Linked DNA regions of Mus musculus: all the other regions are linked to region 2. A link is a contact called in public ChIA-PET, HiChIP or PLAC-seq and promoter capture Hi-C data. All regions are on one chromosome and are shown on one strand. Each heading gives the region's core, a stretch centred on a gene start, on an enhancer-like site or on the middle of the called end of the contact. The rest is flanking DNA. Distances are from core to core; before and after follow the strand shown.

Region 1 (4,212 bases), core at 1,400-3,899, 310 kb after region 2:
AGGGGGTTGGGGCTCCTGGAGTTACTAAGCTGTCACGTGGGTGCCAGGAACTTAACCCAGATCTTTGGCAAGAACCACAGGTGCTCTTTCCTGCTAAGCTACCTCTCCACTCTCTGGAGTCTTGGTTTTGATCTCCTCAAGAAACAGACACTGAGGGGCTGAACAACCATCTGTAATGAGATCTAATGCCCTCTTCTGGTGCATCTGAAGACAGCTACAGTGTACTAAGAAATAATAATAAATAAATCTTGAGCCTGGAGTGAGTGGGGCAGACCAGAGCGAGCAACCTTCATTCCCAGCAACCACATGATGGCTCACAACCGTCAGTACAGCTACCGTGTTCCCATATACATAAAATAAATAAATAAATAAATAAATAAATAAATAAATAAATCTTAAAAAAAAAAAAGAAACAGACACTGAGATATGAGTTTGTAAACTGTGGGGAAGCAGCCACAGAGTGGCCTGCATCTGTAATCCTGACATTCCTAAAGGACGGGTGGGGGGGTGGAGGGTGGTGTGGGGGGAACGTGGGGGGTGGGGATCAGCCAGAAGCTCAATGGACAGCTAGCCTGAAGCACTTAGTAGGAACAGAAACAAGAGAAGCTGCTTCAGCAAGGAGGAAGGTGAGAGCTGCCTTCTGATCTCCACACACCAGAGTGTCAGGGTTCATAGACACCTATACTCACATAACACGTACCCAAAAATAACTTTAATAAGATTTTTAAAAAATGTTGTTTCATGTTGTTTTGCCCGTATGTATATGCACCATGTGTGTGCAGTATCTGCAGAAGCCAGAAGAGGGCATCAGATTCTCCTGGAACTGGAGATACAGATGATTGTGCATCACCATGTGGGTGCTGGGAACCAAACCTGAGTCTCCCACAGGAGCAACAAATGCTCTTAACCACTGAACAATCCCACCAGCCCTGTAAGGAAGTTGTTTTAAATAAGGAAGTAGTACTAGCAGAAAGAGATCAGAGTTTTTCTACAGAGGAGTCGAGGAACTATGAAGCTCACCCAAGACCGTCCTGTTCCTCCCTGGTTGAGGTCTGCTTCTGGTTACATGAAAACCCCAGCACTTCCCATTTGGACTGCTTCAAAGCTTTCAGTATCCAGGCTGGCCAGATAAAATCCCACAGGCAGAGTTGCAGGTATTAGCAAAACACAGCATTTCTTTGCAGGGGTGCCACCCACATATTCGGACACCATAGCTTGAACACTATCACATCTGCTGGAGCTGGCTAAAGTCCCTGGCAACACCAGAGGTTTCATTTAGTGATAAGAAAGGACTCGGTTTAGTAATCACCTGGGCCACAGAGGAGCTGGCTAACTGCTTTTCCTTCTTGCTTGGTGTCTTCTCTTTGGTATCATTGTTTCTTTTTAGTCTCTGCAAGACTGGAGGGGATCAAGAGGAAGGGTTGGGCTTAGAAAAGGCTTTTTTTTTTTTTTTTTAATACTTCTGGTAAGGCTGCCCCTACCGCCCCCAGCACAGCTGTGGCCAGTTTGTTCCATGCCAGCCAACTAAGCAGCTAAGACATATCATTGCTGTAATGTGCCTGCCAGTTATTGATGCAGAAAAAACGACTCCCCTCAGAGCAGGGCCATGCTGACCACATACTCTGTTATGTTCTGTACGTTAAGAGGTTTGCTAATCTTAAGATATTCCACAACTATAAGCTTCAGGTAGGACTCATCAAATTAAAGGTCAATACGAACTGTTATGTCTAAAATGGTTTGAGTCAGGGCTGACTACTGGGCAGCACTTCTAGGTCCTGCCTGTGAACTCATTGTGGGTTTTGCAGTTTTATTTGTTATAAGTCTCTCCTGAGAAATGTCCAGTGTGTATCTTTGAGCTGTCGTCCTGGCGGATGAGTCTTGTGTTCAATAAGCCATCCCTGTTTAACTGAGATAGGTGTTTCTGTGGTTTGTGGGGCGACTCCTGGACCCCAACAACTTGCTCCATTGTAATTTTATATTAGTACTCTCTAGAGTACTCTTGCATGGTGATCACTTACTGGGGAATATTTTGGTGATAGCTCCACGAAGTCTGACATTTCTGGGTGTGGTGATTTGAATGAAAATGTCCCTCTCTCACGGTCTTAGGTGGTTGGGTGTGAGGTTTCCAGTCTAAGGTGCTGTTTGGGGGAGGATTAGACATGGTGTACCTTGAGGAAGTACATCTCGGAGTTTTGAGGTTTCGAAGGCACACACCGTTTCCAGTCCCCCACCCCCATTCCTGCAGTAAGAGATTCGAGCTCCGTTGTTCCTGTACCGTGACTGCGGCTGATTGTTTCTATTCTCTGCCATGTTGGACTTTTACCCCTCTGGAACTGTAAAAGCCCAAATAAACTCTCCTTTACGATGCCTTGAGTGTGGTATTTTATCAGAGCAGCAGAAGAGTAACTGCTACAGGTCCCACCTTCAAAATATTTCATTATGTGTAAAGCAAATATCATCAAATCTCCAAAAGCTGGAAAGCTAAATATGATTATGGTCCAAGTGGTTTCAGGCTGAAGGCCTCTCAACCTGTATTTCTAAAGGTGCAGTAACCAAGTGCTACCACCAGAGGTCAGGATAGACTTTGCAGAGACCCGAGAGAGGGAACGTGGTACAGGGAGACACAGAGGAAGTGAATGCAAATTTCACTAAAGTTTTCCCTAAACCCACCCCAGATCGAGGTCCTAGCTTTCGCTCTGCTTTCTGTACTTGCTACTGACCACAATTGACGCCCGCCGTGAGGAAGGCTGAAGGTGTCCCCTGCGGACTCCCCCAGACCCAAGGTAGCTAACTGGGGAGGAGGTGGAAGGGTGTTTGGGATGAAGTGAGGGAGAGGAGGGAGGGAGGCCTTGACTCCCAGAGGACTCCTTAAATGAGTCTATGAAATAGCCCGATACCAGACAGATTAATGCACCACAGAGAGCAAACTTATTAACGAACAAGAGAGGTGCTTAAGCATTCTTTTGGAAGGGGAAGGGGTGTTAGGCAGCCTGTGAAGTGTTTTAGGTGAAAACAAACAGATAGAATGGATGGTGGCTTGAGACAGAGTTTCTCTGAGAGAGCTGACTTCTAGCTTCCTCTCCTGGCATGAGACAATCACTCTTCTATGGAACTCTCAGGGAAGCACTGCTGTAAGGGAATTCTCTCAAAAGACCTGCCTTTAGGCAGAAGAGGGCTTTCAGAGAAAGTCTCCAACACGTGCTGTTTCTCCTTGCTCATCTCAAGGGTTCCAAAGTGGTACACTTGGGCTGCTATGTCCTGTACTCCTTCCTGTAAGAGGGTCAGGACCGGAGCCATTTACGGACCAGCCTCAGGGGAGCACCCAGCCTGAGGTCATATCCTTCAGGGAGGGAAGGGGTGGAGTCTGCCCCCAGGGGGCCACTGCTGATTTCCCCTTAGTGCCCTGCGCTGCTCCTCCTGGGGTAGGGTTGTGGTTGGCGGGGGTGGGGGTAAGGCTAGGAGGTGGGGGTGGGGGGCAAGCAGAGGAGGTGCCACTTGCTAGCCCCTGAAGCTGTCTATATGTGTTTGCTCATTTTTATCGCACCGGCAGTGTGGTTTGGGATGGACCAACTACCGTTCAGGAAAGGACATTAGCAAGTTCCTGCTTCTAGAGGAAGAGCTAAGGGCTAGGATGAAGGCTTAGCACTTCTTTGTCCAAGTTTAATTCCTGGTTTCGTTTTTCTGTTAAAAATCGTTAAATTTCAAAAGTGTACTCAGACCCTGACTTTCCAGTTCAGCCCTGCCCACATCCAGTCGTGGCCTAATCGAGGGAGGAGGGCAGGGACCCCGGAAATCTTTCTTTGCCAATACCCAGCATTGTTTTGGAGAGACTGATTCTTGGTAGAAGCTATAATCCAGCAGAATAGAAAGCTGGGGTGATCTGCCAAGCCTTTGCTCCGACTGGGTCCCATTTTGCCTTTGTCCAGCTATGTCAACACTATCCAAAACAATTACTGATTCAACAACCACTATAGAATTTCCAACAGCCCTTCCCACCATATTCTAATAGTTTGGGCTTTTCCGGCCCACAAAAATGGAGATGCTGAACCTCAGAGTCGTACGGTACTGTAGGGGCCCCTGAAGAGCCAGAACGGTCTTAGGGAAGAATACAGATAGATGGATGAGTTACCCTTTCCATCTCTGAAACACTTCAAACCTGCAGTTCCCAAGGCAGTGGGGTGCTCTGGCGTGGGGACTAACAAATGGACTGAA
Region 2 (4,311 bases), core at 1,467-3,966:
AAGAGAACAAATCCGCAAGGCAGAGGTCAGTTAGTGCCTGCTTCCCAAGCCAAAGGACTTCCCTCAGCAACCCACGAACCTCAGCTTTCTCCTGTCCTGGTTTCATCTGTCTGCTTATCTCACATCAGCCTTGCAGATTTCTGTTATGTGCACAGGCTAGGGAAACCATAGCAACAGAATGACATCAAATCAACCACAATTGCATACCACTAGAGAAAACTCTCACAGGGCAGTGATATCATTCCATTTTTAGTTCACACTCCCTCCTTGCTTCCTTCCTCACCTCTTCATTTCTTTATTCACCCATCTGTTCATTTGCTTTTGAAACAGGATCTCACTACGTACCCTAGGATGGCCTTGAACTTTCCATCCTCCTATCTCAACCTCCTGAATACTGGGGATTACAGATGCAAATTGTCACACCTTGCTTCAGACTATTTCTGAACACCAAGAAATTAAATGCTTTTTTGGGGGGGGTGTTTTGTTTTAGAGACAGGGTCTCATTGTGTAGCCCTGGCTGGCCTCAAACTCACTATGTAGATCAGGCTGGCCTCTGTACTGACTACTGGGATTAAAGGCATGGGTCACTTTTGTTTCCTTGCAGCCAAAGCTGCAACAAGAAGTTATAGTTAATTCATGAACTTGAATTAGTAAAATTCATTAGTAAAAGGTTTTGTTTTTCTCAGAGAGTGCTTTATAAGAGTAAGCAAGTGTTTAATATAATAGAGGATGATGCGTCTGCAAAGGTCCCATTTTCCAGAGTGGAAGGGGTTATTTTAAACCAAGGATTTGGTCATCCATCTTGGGTGCCAGGGTGTGAGGGCCTCTCAAGAGAAGGAAGGCTTAAAGAATTTTCTAGGCACTAGCTCATTAGTCTGGGGAGAATTTGTGTAAATTACCTTCTTTCCCTCAAAGCCAGGTAAGGAAGCCAATGAATGATTCTCAGAACAGGAATGCACGTGGGGTACTTATCTGCCTAATCTTTCAGGATCCTGGAGGTCGGTCAGCCTCCACCAAAGGAAGGTTGGCGGGAGGGGAGGGAACCGCCAGAGAACTACTGTGGCCTAGCCAGCAGGTGCAAGTGTGACATTTATAATATCAGACAACGTCTCCTGGTGTGAAAGGTCTGACATCTCCCAGTGGCAGGCTAATGCCCCAGAACACCTCACACAGCCAGAACACCTCACACAGCCACTCTTTAGTTCAAAAGCTTACTACAGTCAAAGGTCAAACGGAAGTGAGTTGAGCGGTGGAAAGCTTTCCTAGCGTTTGTCAGGGCTCCACTTAGGACCTTCTTTTTAATCCCAGTACTTTGCAGCAAAACACGCTGCCTTGGGACGTCTGATCCCATGACGGAGCAGTCTCCGACTAAAAGCGCTCACACCATCTCTACACTTTAGAATAGAGCGTGGAAGGAAAACCTGGCGGAAGCAGCCAGCGATCGGTGGCTACCAGGAATAACTGAGGTCGTCACGGTCTCGGTCCCTCACACCCTTCCGGATACGTCCCTGGCACCTATTCTGTGTTTTTGCCAGGAACTTCGATTGCCTTCCTCCCTTCCACACCGAGCCTCCTGTATAGCTCCCCCTCTCCTAAAGCTCTGAGGACAATCCTACCAGGACAAACTTGTCCTAAAGCTACAGTCACCCCGCCCCCCAGACTCAGTTCTTCCCACGCACACCACCCAAATTTTTGCATCTTCTATCCCAGTTTCCAACTCCTACATTGTTGTTGTTTAGAGCAGTTCAACTCTACTTCTTACCCACTTCCCACCAGTTGTACCCTCAGATACCCCACCCCCGATCTCATGTGCAGTCAGGATCTGGCCAGACAGACTCAATTCCATGTCCAGAGCATGTCCACCTTAGGCTGAGAAGCCTTGTGCTGGGGACCTCCCAGCACCGGGCCTCAGTTTACCTCAACAGAGTTGGGTGGCCTAAACGGGTTCAACCGGTCTAAAGGGACGCCTTCCCCAGTGCCCAGCCTGACCCCACACGCAGCCTCACCTGGTCGTCCCGGCCCCGCAGCTTGCAGGGCTCTGCAGGCCGCCTCCTGGACCGCCAGGCTGGAGGCGGGACAGCCGGGACGAAAGGCTGCTGCTTGCACCGGGCCCCCGACCTGGCGGCCGAACACCGTGCGCAGCAGCGTCTCGAGCAGCTGCAGTTCGGGCGCCCTCGCGTCATCCGCACCCGTGTCGGCCACCAGCACTCCGACCAGCGCGGCGCCCTCACACCTCCGGTCGCGCACGTCCCGCAGCATCTCCCGCAGGCGGCGCCGCGACTCCCGGGAGGTCAGCGATCCGACGCGGCACAGCACGAAAACGAGCGGCGAGCGAATGGCTCGCTCCGCCTTCGCCCCCGGAGCCCCGTGCGACTCGGTGGCCGCCGCGGTGCCCGCGCTCTCGGCCTCTGCGCAGCCCGGCTTGCCCGGCGCGGACTCCGGCGGGAACACGGCACCGGCGAAGTCCCTCAGCAGCGCGCGGCTCTGCTCGCGCTCCCACAGCTCGCCCACCAGCAGCACCTGCCCGCGGCCACCCGCCGCCTCCACCAACGCCTGGAAGGGTGGCTCCGCCGGGCTCGCGGGCCGCGGGGCCAGCGCCTCCAGCTCGCTCTCCATGCTGGCCGCCGCCTCCTGCGCCGAGCTGGGAGCTCCGCCGCTGCCTCGGCCGACACGCCCCCGAGGGCCGAGCCGCCCAGACCCCCTGCGCACTCCTGTCCCGCCGCACTGAATTTATCATTCACTCATTCGTTCATTTAGATACCCAGTAACACACTCAGTAGTTTAGGACTACTAAGCATTTAGGACATCTAGAAAGTACAGGCTCTTGTGGGGGACTGAGGATGAGTGGACATTATTAACCTGACTAATGTACCCTCTTAGGGTAAGATGGTTTTGTTTGTTTATGCGTTTTATTTGTTTTATGTGTATGGATATTTTGCTTAAATGCATCTGCACTAGTACCAGCGTCTGATCTCCTGGATCTGGAGTTGTGAATGTTTATAATCAACTACATGGGTACTGGGAACCCAATCCAGGTCCTCTGCAAAAGCAGTCAGTGCTCTTAATCGGTAAACCATCTCTCAGATTTTTTTTTTCTTTCTTTCTCCTGAGACACGATCTCACCATCCTAGCCTAGAATCTGGAGACCCTTTAGCTTCAGTTTAGGATTACAGTCTGTACCACCATTTCTAACTTCTGGAGCTATTTCGGAGTAGTCCTACAGGGTTTGGCGTCAGGGCCTGCTTTTCCAGTGGTGTAAGCTTTGGAGCCCAGTTGGAGCAGAAGAGTGAGTGAGAACGGGAGAGAGATGGGAAGCATAACATCCTAGCTTCAACTCTGTCGCTGTGATAAAAATACCTTAACACCAAACAGTTTAGGGAAGAGAAGAAAGGGCTTATTTTAGCTCACAGTTCCTGGTTGTAGCCATCACTGCAGGGAAGTCACAGAGGCAGGAGCTTCCAGACAGCTGGCCACAACACACCCACACCCATGAGTGAAGAGATAGGAATATTTTTGTACAATCACACCAATGAAGGGTGTCACACCCTTCAGGCTGGGTCTTCCCTCATCAGTTAAGGTGATCAAGATAATCCTGGCCATTCCCAGACCTGCTCACGGGGCAAGCTGACCTAGACTGTCCCCTTTTGAGACTCTCTCCCCAGGTGATTCTGGGTTGTGTTTCCTTGATAATTAGAATTAACCATCACCCAGGGGACCTCCTCTACCACTTCTCTTCAGCCTCCAATACTTCCTCCAAATGGATCAAGATCATCCTTTCCACAAACACTTGTTGCATTTGGGTACCACCTGATGTCATGTGAGGCTGTTGTTCCCCATGGGCCAGAATCTAGAACAAGTCTAGAGCAACCCGTCCCTTGTGACCCCTTCAGAAAAGCCAGTTACATTATGATGCACAATACTAGCAGAGTGATAGCTATGGAGTAGCAATGAGACTAACTTTTTGGTTGGGAGTCACCACAACTTGAGGCCCTGTATTAAAGGCTTGCAGAGTTAGGAAGGTTGAGAGCCACTGATCTAGAAGTGGACATGGGATGCTGGCGTGCTCTGGTGTTGGTCTATAGGTGTAAGGTGTGTACATGTATATGCATCTATGACTATTTGTCTAAAATCCAGGTCAGAAGCAGGAACATACGTCCTACCAGTTTTGTCCAAAAGAACATTCTGCGAACTGTTTTCCTGCCCTGTTCAAATGCAGTTGCCCTAAGGCACATGTGGCTATTACTGCACACTGGAGTTGATACAAATGCTTTTTACATGCTATTTAACATGAAGTTAAATTCAAATAGCCTC
Region 3 (4,147 bases), core at 1,326-3,825, 260 kb before region 2:
CTGCCGGTCAGACAGAAACTCGAGCAGGTTGGTGGGGTTGACAAAGACATCATCATCACCTTTGAAAACGAAGGGGACGTTGGGACAGTAAATGTCGAGCCACTTGAGGAAGTGGATCTCCTTGAGGGTCAGGTTGAAGAAGCTGTCAAGGAAATCCCACTGTAGGATGTCAGCATAGAGACGGTCCTCGTAGGCCAGCAGCTGCTGATAGTGGGTTCGCTCCTCTTGCTTGGAGGCCGTGCCGAGCAGGAAGAGAGTCCGCACTGCACCCCTGCCCAAACCCGCTGACTCCCATTCGTGGCCCCAGGTCTGACGAATGACCTCTCGGCGGTCATGCTGTGTGATGACCGACTTGACAACCACCAGCATATAGACATCGCCAGCACACTTCTCTGGGTGGTTCAGCAACATGGGGAAATACCGGCAATGCCGATAGGCTAGAAACTGTCGGAAGTGTGGCTCCAGACTCTGGAACCAGGGCTGATGGGTCAGGTTGATGTTGATAGAGCAGTTAGTGGTGATCACATCCCAGACCTGGGGTCCCCGAGGAACTGTGGGAGTGGGAGCCGCTACATCCTTTGAACTCTTCCAGAAGCTGTTGGGGTTGACCAGATTTCCAGTTTTGGCTGGCCCCGGCGTGGGCGGTAAAGGATCCTGAAGGAATTGACCAGGGGTCACACTGCGCTGGAAAACGGTGACAGCCACAAGGAGGGCCAGAGCCAGGCATACACTCTTGTAGAGGGTTTTCTTCCTAAAGGGGAGCAGCAGAGAGGAAGGTGAGCTGGCACTCATACTCCTCCTGAGGATTAGGGGCCCATAGATGGGCCAGTGGACTCTACTTCCTGGAAGGTCAGAGGAACCTGCTGCTTTTCTCATGCTAACTGCCCAACTCAAGAAGCACTGTGTATTCAGCTACTGGGGTCCCAAACCCAACAACAATTTTGGGAAGGGGGCCATTTAACCCCTTAAGTTCCCCCAAAATGGGACAGAACACAGGATAAAGTACCAGGCATGAACCCAGTGAAATGCTGTCATTTTGCCAGGAAAAGAGACCACTGTCCATCCCCTGAGCTCTGGTTTTTATTTTTAGTTCACATACATATGTGGACAGCAGTATCACTTTGAACCAGTCACTCTAAGGGAAAAAGACAGTATCCTTGTTGCAGCTTTTGGGGAGTCTCCTTGTGGGCTGCAGTGGGGAGTGGGTTAGCAGCCCCCACTGACTCAACAGAAGCGAGCCTTTCTTGCTCTAATTGGGAAGTCTCGAAGGGAAGTGGACAGATCCCATCACGACTCCTTATCCTTACCTTTATATTCTACACAAAGCAATGAGGTGCCTAGCCCTTCAGTCCTGGGGACGAAAACCCACTTTCCGGGGCCCCTACCTGGTCAAGTAAGCCCAGCACACCCTTTTCAGAGGCAGAAATCCTAGCTCTTCTCAGGAATGATCCTGCCTGTGCCCCCTTCCCCAAGAACCTTCCCTCCTTAGCTCACACTGGGAGACTCATGACTTTCCAGGACTGGGCCAGCAGAGAGATGGTTCTCACCTCCAAGTCTGGGAGGTACAAGAGCCAGGGGCCCACGAAGCACGTAGTAGATAACGCCAGGTTTTAAGCCTGCGGAGGCGCAGGGTGAGTGAATGTTAAGTCCTCCTACCCACATTCATCGAGCTTTCCTCAAGAGCCCCATGACTTCCTGGTTACCAGGTTGGATGGAGAAAGACAGAAATGACTGGAGGCGCGCTGCTGGGAATGGAAGTAAGAGAATTCTGAACCCAGTACTCCAGTCCTCAGGGTTCTAAAGAAGCTCCACGTCGTAGCTCCGGAGTCCGGGTAAGAACCAGCCTCAGGGCCCTGGCTCGCACATACCAATCCACTCCATTAGTAAGAGCAAAGCCGGGGAAGGAGAAGGGTCGAGGCGGTCCGGAGAAGAGGCCACAGGAGGGAAGAGGGACCGGAGGGGTCGGGTGTGTGTGTGTCTGCTAGTGAAACCCCAAGGCTAGAGAGACGTTGCATACAGGCTGCCGGAGTCGTGGCCGCAGAGCCAAGCGTGCGCCTCGCATCTCCCACATCCCATCTGCCGCTCCGGCGGCGCGCCCTGCTCCGCATCTCCCGCCACCCTCGCTGCCCGGGGAAACTGGGGTCGGCCTCAGGACACCTAGCGTGCATCCCTTGCAGTCTGCGGCCCCGGGAGGAGGTGAAGCTCGGAGGTACTCTGCGCCCCACCGGGACCCCGACTCACCACAGAGACATGGCGGCCCGGTCCAGGGCAGCTGAGCGGGGCGCACGGATCACAGCTCTGAGCGCCGCGGCTGGGGACAGCGGGACGAGGCCGAGCCGCACCCCCGCTGAGACTTTCTTTTTTTCCCTGCGGCTGGAGGAGGGGCCTCAGGGGCGGTGGCCCAGGTAGGTTAACCCTTTGTGCCCCGGCTCACTGTGGGGACAGCAACTCCGTTCAGCCCTGGCCACCTCAGAGGCACGCCCCACGGGAACGCGAAGGGAAGAGCCAGAATCTCAGAGACCTTGAAGATCGCCAACATCCTGAGGCGGCGACTTCCCCGCTGCTGGGCCTTCACGGGGTCGCCCGCCTCGCCTCCTTCGGGACACGTGGGGACGTCGGACACCGCCCACCTCCACGCCCACCCGGCGCCTAGCGGCCTGGTTGCTTCCTTCTGGAGTAGCCCTGGGTGTGTAGAGTGGAGGGAGGTGGATAAAGGCTGTTTCCCTAAAGTTACCTTATCTCTGCCCTGTCTACTTTTCTTCTTCCCGGGCTCGCTTAGGCCTGGGCGGCGATCTCAAGAGAAGATGATGCTGGGTTGCCTGTGTTAGACCCCCAGCCAGCTCAGGTCAATCCAGCTCTGGGTTTCCCACTCTTTCTGCATTACCACCCCCCAGTGAGAAGGCTTATTATCCTCTGCAAAAAGTCCATTCTTTTGCTAGCGTGTTCGCATGTGCTTTTAATCCCAGTTGGTGGATTTCTGCGAGTTTAAGGCCAGCCTGGTCTACATGGTGAGTTCCCGGCCAGCAAGGTCTCCCTAATGAGACTCTTGTCTCAAAACAAACAAAAACCTCCTTCTTGTATTGCCAACAAATCCTTCACTTAACCGCACCCCCACTTTTTTTTTTTTTTTGTCTCCAGGTTTTTATTATTCTGCGGTGTGAGCACCATTTTCTCTTGGGAGTGGGCTACACACCACAATCACAGTACAGGGAGGGAGGGGACACCTTGATGCCTCCTCTGGGTGACTTGGGAACATTTCTGGTAGATAAGGCTGCTTACTGGTCCTTCTGTCATCCAGATGTCTGGGGGTCTGGGGTCGCTTCAGAAATACCCACAGGACTTTTTACATTCCAGCACTTCCTATCTGTCAAGCCTGGTTCTAGGTCCCCGGCATCAGTGGCTCACTTGGTTCTGGAGACGTGTGCTATGGTTTGTTCCTATCTTACCAGGAGTTAGAGTCAGGGACACACACCCTTAGATGAAGTCACAACCTTACTATTCAAACCCAGGAGGTCTGCCTGGCTCAGGAGGTGGTCCCTGAGTCCCGGCTCAGGCATTTCTATCAGATAGTAGGACTGGGGAACTCAATACCTTTCTGCAATGCTGTTCCTCTCCCAGGGAATACAGGGAGACAGAAAGTCCCAGGGAGTCCTAAGGGTGAAGATTACTTTTGTCCTTCCCTTAGCGATCCTTAGGCTCGGGTGTGTGCTTAAACAAATAGTGGAATTTTCTGGAATTTGTAAGCTCCAGTCGGAAATGATGAAGGGCCTTCAGATGAAAAATTCAGAGGAGAATCCTGGGACAATGCCCCTTTTAAGTCCTCAAGAAGCCCTGGCCTGAAGTGTAAGTCTCACAGGCCTGGCTGCCTGCCCCTAGGAGTCACTGCAGTCCCACTAGTCCCAGGTCACACCGGTCCTCAGTCTTCAGTCCTGGTTGTCTTAGCTTGGTACTGGCTACCTATCCCTGTCTCTGCTATTTCACCCAGGATATTGTGGTTTGTTTTGAATCAGGGTCTTGGCATGCAGTTCAGGCTGGCCTTGAACTCCAGATCACTTTGCCTTAGCCTTCTGAACGATGGGGGTTATAAATGTGCCAACACAGCTGGCACACCCAGGCTTTGGGCGTCTCTCTTTTTGCCCTGTAAGTG
Region 4 (4,394 bases), core at 791-3,290, 340 kb before region 2:
CAATCTTCTAAGCCAGGACTGTTTATAAATGAAGTTCTTAAGAAGCCAGGGATTGAGGGGGGCGGAGCAGAGGAGGCAATTTCATGGTGAGGAGATACTGGGAAGCTGAGGGGACACTGAAGACAGAAATGCAGACGGTGAGTGTGGCTATGACACCTGACTAGGCTTTTGTGTGCTCCTTTGAGTGAAGAAGTGGGTCGGGACAATGCTCGGGGAAAGAATCGGTGTGGGAGGAGGTGCTGAAAAGAGAGAGGGCGATTTCCTTGGAGGAGACTAGTGCTTGGACCCCGGGGCTGGAAACCCCTTATGAGACTGTGTGTATTGGGGGGATTGCTATCCTGTGAGTGTACAAGTGGAGTCACGGGGATGAGACTCTGTAGGCTGCTGACTTTCAGGGGCTTAAGGGGTGCGTAAGAAGGTTGTCTGAAAATGTGGGTCAGAAAGAATTGCAGGACACGGAACAAGTCCTGCTCAGTCGGCGTGCTGCAGGTGGGGACAGCATTTTAGACCCAAGTCTCACGGACTTCCTCTCTCTGGCTCTTTTTTTCTTTTCTTCTCACCTGTAAAATGGGATTGTTGTCTAGAAAAAGAAGACACTCTCAGCTCCGGGTGATTCCAACAGCTAGCTAGTATGGTTTGGATGCAGGTAGAGTCCTTTGGGAGTGGTCCTAAGTACTCCAAGCTCCGGGGTCAGCGTTGCCCTCTAGTGGCGATTTTGTGAACAACAGGCGAAGCAACCAGGAAGGCGGGGAGGGCAGCCTCTGTCAGGTCGCCTTCAGCTCAGCATCTATCTGTCAGTGGGAGCCAGGGCGCACAGGACCTCCTGGGCAGAAGGCATGGTAGGTGAGCGGGATACGGGCCCTGACAGGAGCGGCTCTCAGAGTGAGATGGGTGGAAAAACTCTGTGAGACATTTGGGGGTTGTGGGAGAGACCTCTCAGTTAGTCAGTTTATTTCTGTCATTTTTCTGATGACTGTCGTCTCAGCGCTGCTCTCTTGAACCTGGGCTGTCACCTGCCCATCCCCAGCTCCTCTCCGTGAGAGTTCCGAGAGTGAGAACTCCAGGTCTAGTAGGTGCAAAGAATATAAAATATTTAGACTGGGAGTGATTCAGGTGACAGAAAACAGAATCAAATTTGGGTCAAAGTACAGTTTTTTAGCTTTTTCACTCCTTCACTTAACCCCTACGGTGGCTTTCTCTTCACACCAAGGTCACACACAGCGTTCTGTATGTCAGGTCTGCCATGTGTCGATGCTTTTTGTGGATTAAATACCGGGATCTTGCACCTGGAGTTGGGGAGGTCAGGTCTGCCCTGGCAGTTGCTTTAGGAGCCCCGGCTCTTTAAAGACCAAGCAATACTGCAGTTGCACCCACTTTTCTGAGGTCCACATCAAGTGGCTCTCCTGAAGTCTGTCTTAAAAGGGAGACAGCCAAAGGAGATAGCCAAGCGTTCTTGGAAAAACCTGGCATTTCTTCAAAGATTCCAGTAGATTGTAAAGGGCCAATCTTATCATTTAAAAAGTATTTCATTTGTGTGTGTGTGTGTACTTGTGCATATATACTGTTTGCATGTATGTGTGTAGAGGATAGAGGATAACTCTTTGTTGTTGTTGTTGTTGATTGGTTTTTTGTTGTTTGTTTTTGTTTGTTTTTTAGACAGTGTCTCTCTCTGTAGTTCTAACTGTCCTGGAACTTGCTCTGTAGCCCAGGCTAGCCTCAAACTCACATGAGACCTGCCTGCCTCAGCTTCCTTCGCGTTGGGATTAAAGCTGCGCACTACCACTGCCCGGCCAATTTTATTATTTTCAAGGTTTGCACTCCGGATACTCTGTAGTTGAAATGCACTTTAGTGGGTGGCAGATGCTTTCTTTCCCAGTGGCATGTGACTAATCAGTCCTCTACAGTGTGATAACTTAGGACAGAGCTGGGATTACCTAAATGACTTCTGGGTATCTCCCCCTTCTATCCTACAGACTCCTCCCTGCCTCAATTGTTCCATCTTTCCTGGAGCGCTCTCCCCAAATGCTTCAAGGAGCCCCCTGGTCTGCAATATCAGTGAGTTCAAGTGGCCCTATCAACCTGAGGATCTGAACCTTACCGATGAGGCCCTGAGGCTGAAGTATTTGGGGCCACAGCAGATGAAACAGTTTGTCCCCATCTGTGTCACGTACCTGCTGATCTTCGTGGTGGGCACTCTGGGCAACGGGCTGACCTGCACCGTCATCCTGCGCAACAAGACTATGCGCACGCCCACCAACTTCTACCTCTTCAGCCTCGCTGTGTCCGATATGCTGGTGCTCCTGGTGGGCTTGCCTCTGGAGCTTTATGAGATGCAGCAAAATTACCCGTTCCAGCTGGGTGCGAGTGCCTGCTACTTCCGAATACTGCTCTTAGAGACCGTCTGCCTAGCTTCAGTGCTCAATGTCACAGCCCTGAGTGTGGAGCGTTATGTGGCCGTGGTGCGCCCACTCCAAGCCAAGTCTGTGATGACACGGGCCCATGTGCGCCGCATGGTGGGGGCCATCTGGGTCCTCGCTACTCTCTTCTCTCTGCCCAACACCAGCCTGCATGGCCTCAGTCAACTAACTGTGCCCTGCCGGGGGCCGGTGCCCGACTCAGCTATATGTTCGCTGGTGGGTCCCATGGACTTCTACAAGTTGGTGGTACTGACTACCGCACTGCTCTTCTTCTGTCTGCCCATGGTCACCATCAGTGTGCTGTATCTGCTCATTGGGCTGCGGCTGCGGAGGGAGAGGATGTTGCTCCAAGTGGAGGTCAAGGGCAGGAAAACCGCAGCAACCCAGGAGACCTCCCACAGAAGGATTCAGCTGCAAGATAGGGGACGGAGACAGGTGACCAAGATGCTGTGTAAGTCATTGTTGAGGAGAAAGCTGAGCTTCCTCCAGTCTGGGGAAGGAATTGAGCTTCCAGGGTATTGTTTGCTTGCTTGCTTGCTTGTTGTTGTTATTGTTTTGAGAAAGGGTTTCAGGGCTGGTGAGATGGCTCAGCAGGTAAGAGCACTGACCACTCTCCTGGAGGTCATGAGTTCAAATCCCAGCAACCACATGGTGACTCACAACCATCCGTAATGAGAAACTAATAATAATAATAATAATAATAATAATAATAATAATAATAATAATAATAAAACAAAAAAAACCTATGGGCCAGACTTAGCAGGGACCAGAGCAAGTGGGGCTTGGGGTGGAGGGAGCGAGGCCAGAGAAAGACAGAAAAGGGAAGAGGGAAAAAAAGAGAGAAGGAGTTTCTTTGTGTAGCTCTGGCTGTTCTAGAACTTGCTGTGTAGACCAGAGATTCACCTGCCTCTACCTCCAAAGTACTGGGATTAAAGGTGTGCACCACCACTACCTGGCTCTCCTGTCTGCTTTTCTAGGACCGGAAGATAGTGAGCTGTAGATGCAAACTCTAAGCATGATGAAGATCAAATCTCTTCTCTGTCCTTGCAGTTGCACTGGTTGTGGTATTCGGCATCTGCTGGGCTCCATTCCATGCTGACCGTATCATGTGGAGCCTGGTGTATGGACACTCAACGGAAGGCCTGCACCTGGCCTACCAGTGTGTCCACATTGCCTCTGGCATCTTCTTCTATCTCGGCTCAGCAGCCAACCCGGTGCTCTACAGCCTCATGTCTACTCGCTTCCGAGAGACCTTCCTGCAAGCCCTGGGCCTTGGAACCCAGTGCTGTCATCGCCGCCAACCCTATCATGGCTCCCATAACCACATCAGGTTGACCACAGGCAGCACCCTGTGTGACGTGGGCCACAGGAACAGCAGGGACGAACCTCTGGCTGTGAATGAGGATCCAGGGTGTCAGCAAGAGACAGACCCCTCCTGAATAAAATTTGGAAGGAGCCTTACCCACAAGGCCAGAGGGCCTCAGAAAGTCTGGGGAGCTACAAAAGTGGTTTCTGCCCTGCCCACATATTTGAGTATTGAGGGAAACAGTAAGAAAAAGAGAATTGAACCCCAATTGCCCCCATTGAAGGCCTGAAACACTGGCTCAGCAGTTAAGAATGTTTGCTGTTCTTCCAGAGAACCTGGGTTCAGGTCTCGGCACCCTCATGACAACAGGCCATCCGACACTCTCTTGGCTTCTGACGGCATCTACCACATGCACATAGCACACACCCATGTATTAGAAAGACCCACGCTGAACCAAATATATGCTGTATGTCCCTCCAGACCCCATACCCCTAAATTCTTCTCCACAAAACTGTCACAGTTACCTAGTTACCTGGGGCTCAGCCACTATTCCTCTGGGGATCCCTTCTTCCTCTCAAGTTCATACGTGTTTCCATTGGGACCCACCTGTCATCCTGGTAACTTCCGAACCTCCATAGACTCTCTCTGCCCCTCCCCAGCCCTTGTTTTGT
Region 5 (4,333 bases), core at 210-2,709, 300 kb before region 2:
ATAAGTGTCTAGGGCACTAGGGAATTACTCTACATGTTGCTATAACAGAATACCTGACCAAAGCAATTTAAAGAAAAGGGGTTTATTTTGATTCACAGTTCCAGAATATAGTCCATCATGGCAGGGACAAGGACGACATGATGCCAGAAGCTTGAAGCAGCTGGTCACATTGCATCTATAGTTAGAAAAAGTTGATGGATGCTTGTATTCAGCTAGCTTTCCTTTCCATGCAGACTAGGACTCCAACCTAGGGATGGTTTTACATACCTGAGGTAATTCAAGATAATCTCATAGGCATAGCCAGAAGTTAACCTGATCTAGATAATTTCCTACAGATATGCTTAGAAGCGTGTCTATTTCCTTCTAGATCCAGTTCAGTTGACAATGTGGTTTGGCATACTCTAGGGTGTGTGTGTGAGTATTTCCAGAAAGGACTAGCTGAACTACAAACACTCACCCTAAGCCATGAAATCTGGGGCATGGTGGCTGGGATTTGAACTCAGGACCTTTGCTGAGCCATCCACCAGCCCCAAGTTTCTCTGTGTAGCCCTGGCTGTCCTGGAACTCACTCTGTAGACCAGGCTCAGAGATCTGCCTGTTTCTGCCTCCCAAGTGCTGGGATTAAAGGTGTGCGCCGCCACCGCCTGGTAAAGCAATTTTGATAATCTTTTGTCTCTATTCTATCATAACACTCCCAGTGTCTAATCATTTGGAAGGGTGCCATCTCTAGTTTCTTTTCCCATATCAAAGAAAGTGCAAATTTTTTAGGGGCATCATAATGGTAACTTGGACATTAATTAGGAAGAAACTGCATTTGTTGGTTAAAAATATCTGTAAAGGGGGCCAGTGAGTTCAATTAGTAAAGGTGCCTGCCACCAAACCTGACAGCCTGTGTTTGATCTCTAGAAGATGTAAAAGCTGAAGGAGAGAAACAATAGGTTTGTCTGGCCTCTCTGTAGCAAGCATGTACCTGAACATGCATATCACTCATACAGTAATTAAACATCGGAATGATTCACATCCACAAGGTAAACTATGGGAAGGATAAACCTCTAGTAAACATGTCTAGATCTGGGTGTTTGGTTTTCCCTTCAGGAAAAATGGCTGTTGCTGACAGTTTGAAAAAAAAATAATTCAGGGACCCAAAAAGGAACATTTAAGCAGTTTCCCCTTTCAAGGTTTATAAATACAACGGCTGAGAGACAATGTGTGAGTAAATTGGTGGCTTTCATCAACGGTGACAAAACTCTTTAGAGATAAACAGGAAGTGCTGCACACACAGCCTTGGGTGATGACACGAGAGCTTCCTTTGAAGCAAGATGGCAAAATTGCATCTTGGTTGGTAGAGACAATGAAGTTTCTCTTTCCAAGGAAAATTGACAAAACACTTTCAAGACACCCTTGGCTTTTGTAGATTGGGAAGATAACTACAAAGGCAGAATTTTGAGAGTGGAAAATCTTCAGGCAACAAAAAACAAGGCAGACTGTTGACAGAATGGCTCAGTTGGTAGAATGCCTTCCTAATAGCCACAAGGATTCCATTACCAACAAAAGCAAAACAAAATCAATACAGCTATGTGTGGTGGTGACCATTTGTAAACACAGCACTCAGAATGGAGGCAGGAAGATCAGAAGTACTATGAAGAGGTATGGACAGTCATTCAGCAGTGTTCCACAGCAAGTTCATGCTAACCACTCCTATAGCTGAGAACTACTACTAGTTTTCTGCTCTAACCAAAAACTCCATAGATTTTGTGCCTGTGCTGTTCTCTTTCATGTCCTTCAGTTTGGGAGGATTTAATTTGCCTTACCTGTCATCCAACACCCCGACCCCCCACCCCCGTTTTATGTTTGTAGCAGCATCATGGTGTAGGCAAGGGCTGGCTTGAATTCTCACTCTACCTGCCTCTACCTCCTAGGTACTGGAATTAAAGGAGTACTCCACTTGTATCTGACCTGGACTTAATTCGGCCAGGCAGTGATGGTGCATGCCTGTAATCCTAGCACTTTGGAGGCAGAGGCAAGTGGATCTCTTGAGTTCAAAGCCAACCTGGTCTACAGAATGAATTCCAGGACATCTTCATGGTTTGAACTCCTGTACTGTACTGTGATAGGAAAGCATGTATAATTTCTTTCAAGGACTTTAATGGCCTTTTGAGATGTTAGTCTACCTAGACAACAGTTTTCTGCAATGAATCTAGTTTCTGCTGTGGGGAGGAGTAAAGGAGATTAATCCTAAATGACCCTATAAACCTAAATCAGTTGGTTGAAAGGCCTCAACCAACTGAAGACATTCTGAATAACTTCTGTGCTTAGTAAAGTGCTGGCCATGCATGCATCTACATACATACGTCATATCCCCAGTGCACAAATAAAAAAAGCTACATGTAGTGATAGCTCATGCCAAAATCCTGGGCTTTTCTGGCTGGGCTAGCCTTGCTGACTTAGTGAACTCCAGGTTCAGTGAGAGACCTTGTCTCAAAAATAAGGTAGAGCATGATTGAGGAAGGCACTCTATGCAATCTATGTCCTTCATAAGCACATGTACCCCCATACACACATGTGCATACACACAGAAGAAAGTCTGGCTCTAATGCTGGATTTGGTTGGGCAGGCAGTCCTATAATCTCAACTACTTAGCAGGCTGAGACAGGAGAATCATGAATTAAAGGCCTATCTGAGATACAGAGTGGGCTGAAAGCCAGTCTGAACAACTTAGTGAAGCTCAAGAAAAAAAATTTAAAGGTTAGGGACATAGCTTACCAACGAAGTCCTAGGGTCAATTCCCAGTACCTGTTTTTAGGGGAAGTCTCATGCCAGAACTGGGTAAAAACCAGGATGCAAAACCCCCATGGGTTATTGGGGTTCCAGGACTCTTCAATGATTTGAACAGCTAATATGTTGAAAACATCTCCAGTTCCTTGTCACTTTTACTGACTTTTTCAGCCAGGGGAGGGGGCAGTGAGAACAGTAATATATTTCTGCACATGAACTTCAGCTGCTGCAGAATGCCATACCCCATGTAGAATTTAGGTTTCTCAGCCTCCACAATCACACAAGCCAATAACTTGCAAAAAACCATGATATAATATATACAGTCTAAGGGCGGTGGGTATATTTTAGTGGAGGAGTACTTGCCTAGCATGCTCAAGGCCCTACCACAAACACAAGATTCAGTGAGACAGAAAAGGGCTAGGGTTCTCTTGTTAAAGCCTTCAAGGAAAGAGCATGAGCATGCCCCACCACTCTTCTTTAGCAAGGCTCCTCCTCTTAAAGGTTCCACCACGGTCCCTTACAGTACCAGGAACTGGGGAACCAAGCCTTTCCCATGTGAGCTTGTGGAACATTCTAGATGCAAAGCCCAAACATAACTCAGTCCTCATTATCCATAGACTTCATATTTGCAAATTTTTCTATTTATTAAAATTTGTGACTCCTCTTGTGAGACTAGGCCGGAGCCTAGCAAACACATAAGTGGATGCTCACAGTCAGCTATTGGATGGATCACAGGGCCCCCAATGGAGGAGCTAGAGAAAGTATCCAAGGAGCTAAAGAGATCTGCAACCCTGTAGGTTCAACAGCATTATGAACTAACCAGTATCCCGGAGCTCTTGACTCTAGCTGCATATGTATCAAAAGATGGCCTAGTCGGCCATCACTGGAAAGAGAGGCCCATTGGACACGCAAACTTTATATGCCCCAGTACAGGGGAACGCCAGGGTCAAAAAGTGGTAATGGGTGGGTAGGGGAGTTGGGGGGAGGGTATGGGGGACTTTTGGGATAGCATTGGAAATGTAATTGAGGAAAATACATAATAAAAAAATATTTTAAAAATAAAAGAAAGAAACTTGTGTCTCTCAGCCTCCAGATTAGGATCACAGGTGAACCTTCCAATTCTGGATTGTAGTTCATCCCAGATATAGTCAACAGAGAGAAAGCAACCTCAGTTGAGAAAAAGACTCCATAAGGTCCAGCATTTTCTCAATTAGTGATCAGTGGGGAGGGCTGAGAACATTGTGGGTGGTGCCATACCTGGGTAGGTGATCCTGGGTTCTATAAGAAAGCAGGCTGAACAAGTCATTGGGAGCAAGCCAGTGAGCAGCACCTATCCTTGGCTTTTGCATTGACTTCTGCCTCCAGAATTTTGCTTTGTTTGAGTTCCTGTCCTAACTTCTTTCACTACTTAACATCAATGTAGATGTTTAAGCCAAATAAACCTTTTCCTCCCACCCCCCCCCCCAAAAAAATTTGTGACTTGCCGAGCATGGTGTCGCATGCCTTTAATCCCAGCACTTGGGAGGCAGAGGCAGGCGGATTTCTGAGTTCGAGGCCA

What was found. Promoter capture Hi-C pulls out the DNA fragments that hold promoters and counts their contacts. ChIA-PET counts read pairs in DNA pulled down with a chosen protein or histone mark. HiChIP or PLAC-seq counts read pairs in DNA pulled down with a chosen protein or histone mark.
Region 1: an H3K4me3 HiChIP or PLAC-seq map of the SCID.adh cell line shows a contact between it and region 2, with 4 times the contacts expected there. The contact joins the promoter of A630001G21Rik here to the promoter of 2810459M11Rik in region 2. A contact is called at or near these places in 2 of 115 datasets of contacts at active chromatin or transcription factors (the SCID.adh cell line and effector CD8 T cells).
Region 3: an H3K4me3 HiChIP or PLAC-seq map of embryonic stem cells shows a contact between it and region 2, with 11 read pairs. The contact joins the promoter of B3gnt7 here to the promoter of 2810459M11Rik in region 2. A contact is called at or near these places in 2 of 15 datasets of contacts at CTCF or cohesin (the NIH/3T3 cell line and embryonic stem cells), 1 of 484 Hi-C or Micro-C datasets (embryonic stem cells), 3 of 115 datasets of contacts at active chromatin or transcription factors (bone marrow-derived macrophages and embryonic stem cells) and 1 of 9 other capture datasets (pancreatic islet).
Region 4: a contact with region 2 is called in a promoter capture Hi-C map of stem cell-derived epiblast-like cells, with 2.7 times the contacts expected there. The contact joins the promoter of Nmur1 here to the promoter of 2810459M11Rik in region 2. A contact is called at or near these places in 2 of 39 promoter capture datasets (HPC-7-derived erythroid cells and stem cell-derived epiblast-like cells) and 1 of 9 other capture datasets (adipose tissue).
Region 5: an RNA polymerase II ChIA-PET map of effector CD8 T cells shows a contact between it and region 2, with 9 read pairs. The contact joins the enhancer-like site here to the promoter of 2810459M11Rik in region 2. A contact is called at or near these places in 9 of 39 promoter capture datasets (the C10 cell line, the HPC-7 cell line, cranial neural crest and 5 more), 1 of 15 datasets of contacts at CTCF or cohesin (embryonic stem cells), 19 of 484 Hi-C or Micro-C datasets (the C2C12 cell line, the G1E-ER4 cell line, the MC38 cell line and 9 more), 7 of 115 datasets of contacts at active chromatin or transcription factors (the HPC-7 cell line, bone marrow-derived macrophages, effector CD8 T cells and 4 more) and 2 of 9 other capture datasets (adipose tissue and embryonic stem cells).

Annotation. Positions count from the first base shown.
Region 1 is chr1:85,735,043-85,739,254 of GRCm38.p6, reverse strand. It overlaps A630001G21Rik (RIKEN cDNA A630001G21 gene), which reads left to right and starts at 2,649. Exons shown (of 6, transcript NM_177055.3): 1 at 2,649-2,783.
Region 2 is chr1:86,044,268-86,048,578 of GRCm38.p6, reverse strand. It overlaps 2810459M11Rik (RIKEN cDNA 2810459M11 gene), which reads right to left and starts at 2,716. Exons shown (of 3, transcript NM_001144993.1): 1 at 2,007-2,716. The coding sequence starts at 2,616.
Region 3 is chr1:86,301,649-86,305,795 of GRCm38.p6, reverse strand. It overlaps B3gnt7 (UDP-GlcNAc:betaGal beta-1,3-N-acetylglucosaminyltransferase 7), which reads right to left and starts at 2,575. Exons shown (of 2, transcript NM_145222.2): 1 at 2,242-2,575; 2 at 1-751. The coding sequence starts at 2,252. It overlaps Gm28626 (predicted gene 28626), which reads left to right and starts at 1,736. Exons shown (of 2, transcript NR_151592.1): 1 at 1,736-1,832; 2 at 2,178-2,733. Gm16341 (a long non-coding RNA gene) reads left to right here and starts at 4,026. Exons shown (of 3, transcript XR_387210.3): 1 at 4,026-4,147.
Region 4 is chr1:86,385,787-86,390,180 of GRCm38.p6, reverse strand. Nmur1 (neuromedin U receptor 1) reads left to right here and starts at 2,040. Exons shown (of 2, transcript NM_010341.1): 1 at 2,040-2,868; 2 at 3,468-3,856. The coding sequence starts at 2,040. The coding sequence ends at 3,856.
Region 5 is chr1:86,341,452-86,345,784 of GRCm38.p6, reverse strand. Ncl (nucleolin) reads left to right here. Exons shown (of 14, transcript NM_010880.3): 14 at 1-1,066. Among named protein-coding and RNA genes, the nearest start is that of Snora75, 7.7 kb to the left of the region's middle. Within about 2 kb of position 1,459, at least 63 of the 459 cell types and tissues checked have an H3K27ac peak or open chromatin away from gene starts, as enhancers often do. A contact at or near this core is called in the G1E-ER4 cell line, the HPC-7 cell line, bone marrow and 3 more, where this site is marked.